Linked DNA regions of Ctenopharyngodon idella: region 2 is linked to region 1. Evidence: chromatin contacts called from public Hi-C data. All regions are on one chromosome and are shown on one strand. The core of a region is the stretch at or near the end of the contact, and the rest is flanking DNA. Distances in the headings are between cores, read along the strand shown. Region 1 holds the start of prdx6 (peroxiredoxin 6). Region 2 holds the start of jun (Jun proto-oncogene, AP-1 transcription factor subunit).

What was found. A called contact is a pair of places that touch in the nucleus more often than the background predicts.
Region 2: a contact with region 1 is called in a Hi-C map of muscle, with 2.8 times the contacts expected there. The contact joins the promoter of jun here to the promoter of prdx6 in region 1. A contact is called at or near these places in 2 of 2 Hi-C or Micro-C datasets (both in muscle).

Annotation. Positions count from the first base shown.
Region 1 is chr20:5,360,045-5,363,118 of HZGC01, forward strand. It overlaps prdx6 (peroxiredoxin 6), which reads left to right and starts at 1,286. Exons shown (of 5, transcript XM_051875918.1): 1 at 1,286-1,479. The coding sequence starts at 1,388.
Region 2 is chr20:5,550,000-5,553,025 of HZGC01, forward strand. jun (Jun proto-oncogene, AP-1 transcription factor subunit) reads left to right here and starts at 1,711. Exons shown (of 2, transcript XM_051875911.1): 1 at 1,711-1,956; 2 at 2,099-3,026. The coding sequence starts at 2,099. The coding sequence ends at 3,022. The region is part of intron 1 of LOC127502698 (a long non-coding RNA gene); the gene reads right to left.

The sequences.
Region 1 (3,074 bases), core at 36-2,535:
TATATATATTGTTGTTGATAGCCACACCGTGCTTCATTGGAATAATGCAACTTTGATGCTGAAAGTACATTTCTTGTCTATAAGAGTAGTAGATTAATAAAAAAGAAAAACACAACTACAGAAACTTAATTGGAAAAACATTTATTGAAATAAATGATTGACAAGAATAATAACGGTTTATATTAAAGAAATATATACAGAAGCAACTTGGTGGAAATAATGTGTGAAGAATAGAATTGAGAGATATCTGTTTATTAAAAAAATATAACAGAGACAGCTTGTTGGAAATTATGTGTGAAGAATAGAATTGAGTGATATCTGTTTATAAAAAAAATGAAAGACAACTGGAATTGTAACGCCTTTATTAAAGCATGTATTAATTACTTATTAAAGAATGAAAGACAACTGGTATTGTAATGCATTTGTTAATAGCATGTTAGTAGATTAGAGAGGAAAAATATATGTATTAGATAGAAAAGCAGGTATTACCCTGAAGTGATGTCTTGCAGACGAGGAGCAGACAACGGCAGAGGATGAGGGCCCAAAAAAGAAGGACAAGAAAACAGCGGGCTCTATATAAGCAAATTATAAGGTGCTTTCCCGAGCTTATGACAGCTCAGGACTTCAGATTTGACCAATTAACTGTAAAGGACTGATGATTTATGAGGGGATTTTTCATATGTCATAACATCAGTGGTTTGTGTTGTCTAAAAAAGACTAGGAGAAGAAAAAGAGGTCAGACGCTGATTCTTAAAGAACGGCCTCTCCGGTGTTAGATAACTTGCTGTTATAGCACCTCCTGCAGACAAACGCTTGTAACCTAAGTGTTGACTATAATTTTATTTAATTTTATTTCTTTATTTAGTGTATTGTATGTAAACTACTTAACCTGTAATTAATAAAACTATATTACCTATAACTAGAAAGCTCGCCTGCCAAAAAAGTCTCTGATTTCTAAATTAAGCTGAACAGACCACGGAGAAGTCTTCTGAGACCTATTTAGTATGAGATTTCAAATACTTATGAATTAGGACAGATTCGACTTGCTTTGCCTAACCTGAGAATAATTAAAATAAGGTAGAAGGTGTATAAAATTTAGCACCATAAAACAATATATATATATATATTCAGTTGTATATTCGTCCATATGCAATAATAAAATAATCAATTGTGCAGAAAAGACATGATTGCATTTTACACAATCTACAAGACTTTTGAAGTGCAAATGTTGAAGTGCGAATTTAAACTTTGACCTCACGGAGGCGACGGTGTTTCGTCCAATCAGAATTGTCCGCCCACACGCGCACGCCCCTGACTTCCTGGTATATAAGCCTTCCATTTCATGGTTACATGTGCTGACGAGAATAAAGCGTAGCGGAAAACAGTCATGCCTGGAATTCTGTTAGGAGACGTGTTCCCTAATTTTGAAGCAGAGACTACAATCGGCAAGATAAAATTTCATGAATTCTTGGGAAATTCGTAAGTAGCTAAATTATATTTTTGTTTCTGATGGAGTAACATTAGGCCTATTCGGATAACGTCTGTAATTCACGTTTGATGTGCTTTTCATTCACTCACGCATGATCATCAGGTGGCTGATGTGCGTCATAAACATCACCTGATACATTGCCAGTATACCTGATATGACATATGGAGACTGAAACCGGCTTTTATATGTTTTTATATGATACGTTATACGTTTCTACTCAAATAATGTCAGTTATTTAGTTATTTTTAATATTATTTCTTATGTATGGCAGCAGAGTTGTCTAAAATCTAGTATCAATCCAGCAGTTAAAAAGGGTGCTACAGACAGATCTGAGGTCAACTTTATATGCCATCAATGTTTCATTGCAATTAAGCAAATGGCACATTTCTGAAAGCTATGTCAGCTATTACTGCAGATGTAATTTCTTTAAACCATTTCTGTACTAAATGCTTAGAAGGGGAATGTGCCTAGTCACTCTGTGGCTGTAAAAGTTGGCATAACAATGCCAGTATTGTTGATGTTGGCATGAGTGTAAAGTGTTTGGAAGTCCCCCATATTGTGCTGGAAACTTTTTTTTTTTTTATCATTAAAGTAAGTGGAAGTTTGGGAAGTTTAGATTTTAAATTACTTGAAATTAAAGTCAAGTCAATTGTATTTGTAATTAGCTTTAAAGAAAAACGCACTGTTTATGTTTATAATGTCTTAAAGGGGACCTGAGTGAGCTGTACAGAGTCCACCATGTTTATCTCCTCGCCAGAGCATTTACCAGCAGCATTTAAGTCAAATGTATTCTTATTAAAGCTACTTAAGTTATTCAATCAGGAGCAGTGAGTGATTTTCTGTTTTCTTTTGTTGTTTGGTTCATAATAACAACAGTAGGTACTATATATTATGCTGCTCTCACTTTAATACACAGATCTAATGTACACATGCGATTTCTTTCCCTGCGGTTTACGTTCGCAGACATAACTGACTGTGTTTATGTGAACTTTGTGTGTTTTTGACATAACCTTGTGTGTATTTGACAGTTGAAAGAGAACATAGTTCAAAACCCACACGGCACTGTACTCCGGATGTGTGCAGTCAGAAAACCAGATATCAACTGATATGGCTTTAAACGCATGCAAAAATAAACCTTCATGATGAACTTTCATGACTTTAATGTCACCATGAAATCAATAATGTGTTCTCGCAATCGCAAACCACAATCATCCAATCAATTCCCCATGGTCAAAATCAAATCCCGTCCTACATTATACATGGCAGTGTTGGATACATAGTATAACTTGTTTTTAAACTGAAATATGCATACAAGCAGTATGAGCTGAACAAATAACCTGAAACTTTGCCCTAGGGAAGCGAGAGTGGAAGATGCTAAAATTGAAGTGTTTAACAGATGTCGTTGTGAAGAAAGTCCCTTTAGCAACTCTTCGTTCTGCATTTCCCAATTTAGAACGCACAAGCCTCTCGAAATCTTCCTGTTTTTAAGTGTCATCATTAAGACTTGTCTTGCAATCTATACAATGTGAAGCTAGATAGTTGTGCCAAGATTTTGCAAGAGTTTGAATTTCCTTTCATTGTGATG
Region 2 (3,026 bases), core at 461-2,960, 190 kb after region 1:
ACCCTCTCTGACCTTTGTACACTTGAACTATGAATGATCAAAGATTTTTAGAAATCCAATAGAAATTCCAAATAAATCTGACAGTAAATATTGCATAATCCATCCAAAAGCCACATCTCAAGTGATTATACCGTTATTATACCGCTATTTTGTATAATTCTTTTGGCTAGTTTTAAAAACACTCATGAAAACTGAAGTATAAATTGAGATGTGATTTAAATTAAACTAAAAATATTAAATAAGAATCAAAAAACATAAATATGAATTGGCTCTTCACTTTCATTAGGCTAGTTCATATATTTTGTAATTCTTGTATGTATCTATGTATGTATTGTTACATATACTAATGTTATTTGTGTATCTTAGATTTGTTCTAAATTCACTGTATGTTCAATAAAGTAATAAAAGAACTAACTTATGGTTCTTAACTTATTGGTTTGATGTTTATTTGTCATTATACATTCAGAGAAAATTAGCAGGGATGATTATCATAGCTATATTTGTACAAAAAGGTGTTAAACTAAAGAGAACAAGTATGAACTCAAATTAAAATAGCTTTATTAGCATGACAAACGTTTGTACGTAATGCTAAAGCATTAACTCTGTGTATTAAAGTCCATATTTTGTATTCAGTCAGTGACGCGCAATGTCATGTTTACGTGCACAAACACTTGATCTGTCGCAACAAAGTGAAATGTGCCAGAGACTATCGATAAGTCCCTGTGGTGACAAAAAACGATCTTATCTGTGTCTTATGGATGTTATGTACTATATTTCAGACTGTTTTGTTATATTTATGTTAACGGCAGTATCAGAGTTTTACATCATGTTGTTAACGGCAACAAATATACGTAGCCTACCGGACAAGCATACAAACGTCCACCTCAACATTAAATACAAATAAACGTGTAATTACATCTTTACATAAGTTTAAGACTCATGTAAATTGAGTGAAAACATTCCAAACTAGTATGGAATCCTTCTTAAAAGTTACTTAACAATTGTCACGTTGAATTTGATTAGTTTGCGGTTGTGGTTTAAACATTGACGTTTAACACTTGTGTATGTAGTTTTGAGAGGATCTCTAGGGACTGTCACGGAGACGGACGATGGACCTTGTGGCACGCTGTCAGTCCACGATAAGACACGCCCCTTTTCAAAACCATTGGCTGACCTGACGGAGCAAATGCACTTTGCCATAAAACAGCAGACAATTGCCCTGTTTCTTCGCGCCACACGAGAGTGTATCTTAACATATATAAACAATTCATAAAGTAACTCGTCCCCTAATCCTGAAAGTGTTTCACATGTTATTTCACGGACGGCTGCGTCTTATGAAATTGCCCAACTCTCAAATATACGCGGCAATGCACTCTTCATACACTTATGCTCCCTCTTCTTCTCAAACTGAAACGTCGTGACATGAAAAAAATAAGTTAAAAAGTAACACGTTATACATTACTCGGCTTCTTTGTATCTATCCCGCCACTGCCACGGTCTAAAACAGCTAAGCGGGTAACCAGATATTCAAAAACAATACGTAATCCCAGAATGCAATGCAACGCTTCTTCGCCTTACAGCATTACCTCATCCCATCAGCCACCGCGAGAAGAATCTTCTGGTGGTGGTCGTCAAGGCAACGCGCCTTATCTGAAATTGTGGAACGCCCAGTAAACCGCCTCCAGCCAATAAGAGACTGTGCGCATGACATCATTGCTATTTTTAGCGGGGCAGCGGTAGCAGATAAGGTTTGCCTCCACGCTGGAGAAGCTCAGAGTATACAGATCTCGCCACAGTGAAACATCTAGGCAACACAACTTGAACTAACACATAAACAAGAAAACTTTTCGGCTCCGCGCTGTTTATCCACTGGCATCACAGGACGCGCGGCAGCGGCGGTGGAAGAGCTTTCTATCCGCGAGAAGAGTTCGGGACACTGGGCGATAACTTTACGCAGTAAGTTTCTCGCGGGACGGGGAGTTTACGAACTTTGCGATTCTTACCGCGGCGCTTGTTGCTGAAGCGGACACTGCTTTAGTGCTTGTGAAAGACTACTTTTGAACTAAAAAGTTTCGTTTTCTCTTCTATGTCTACCAAGATGGAAACTACTTTCTACGATGACTCTGTAAACAGCGCTTTCTCTCAGCATGACAGCGCTCCTTTTGGATACAACCACAAGGCTCTGAAACACAACATGACGCTGAATCTGACCGACCCAGCCGGCAACCTGAAGCCCCACCTGAGGGCCAAAGCCAGCGACATCCTCACCTCCCCGGACGTGGGACTGCTCAAGCTGGCTTCTCCGGAGTTGGAGAGGCTCATCATCCAGTCTAGCAACGGCCTGATCACTACAACGCCGACTCCGACCCAGTTTCTGTGTCCCAAGAACGTGACCGACGAGCAGGAGGGCTTCGCGGAGGGCTTTGTGAGGGCACTGGCCGAGCTGCATCACCAGCACATGCCCAACGTCACCTCGGCTCCCCAAACGACCATCAACAACAGCATGGCACCCGTGTCGTCCATTGCCGGTGGCGCCGTGTACAGTTCGTCCATGCGCTCCGATCCGCCGGTGTACGCGGACCTGAACACTTTCAACCCCGCCATCAGCACGGCCAACCCCGCGATGAGCTACACGAGCGCCCCGCCGCAGCACACCGTCAACACGCAGCTGCCCGTGCAGCACCCGCGGCTTCAGGCGCTGAAAGAGGAGCCCCAGACGGTGCCGGAGATGCCCGGCGAGACCCCACCTCTCTCCCCCATTGACATGGAGAGCCAGGAGCGGATTAAAGCCGAGAGGAAGCGCATGAGGAACCGAATCGCCGCATCCAAATGCCGGAAGAGGAAACTTGAGAGGATCTCCCGGCTGGAGGACAAAGTCAAGACCCTGAAGTCCCAGAACTCGGAGCTGGCGTCCACCGCCAACATGCTGCGCGAGCAAGTGGCACAGCTCAAGCAGAAAGTCATGAACCACGTCAACAGCGGCTGCCAGCTTATGTTGACGCAACAGCTGCAGACTTTCTGAAAAG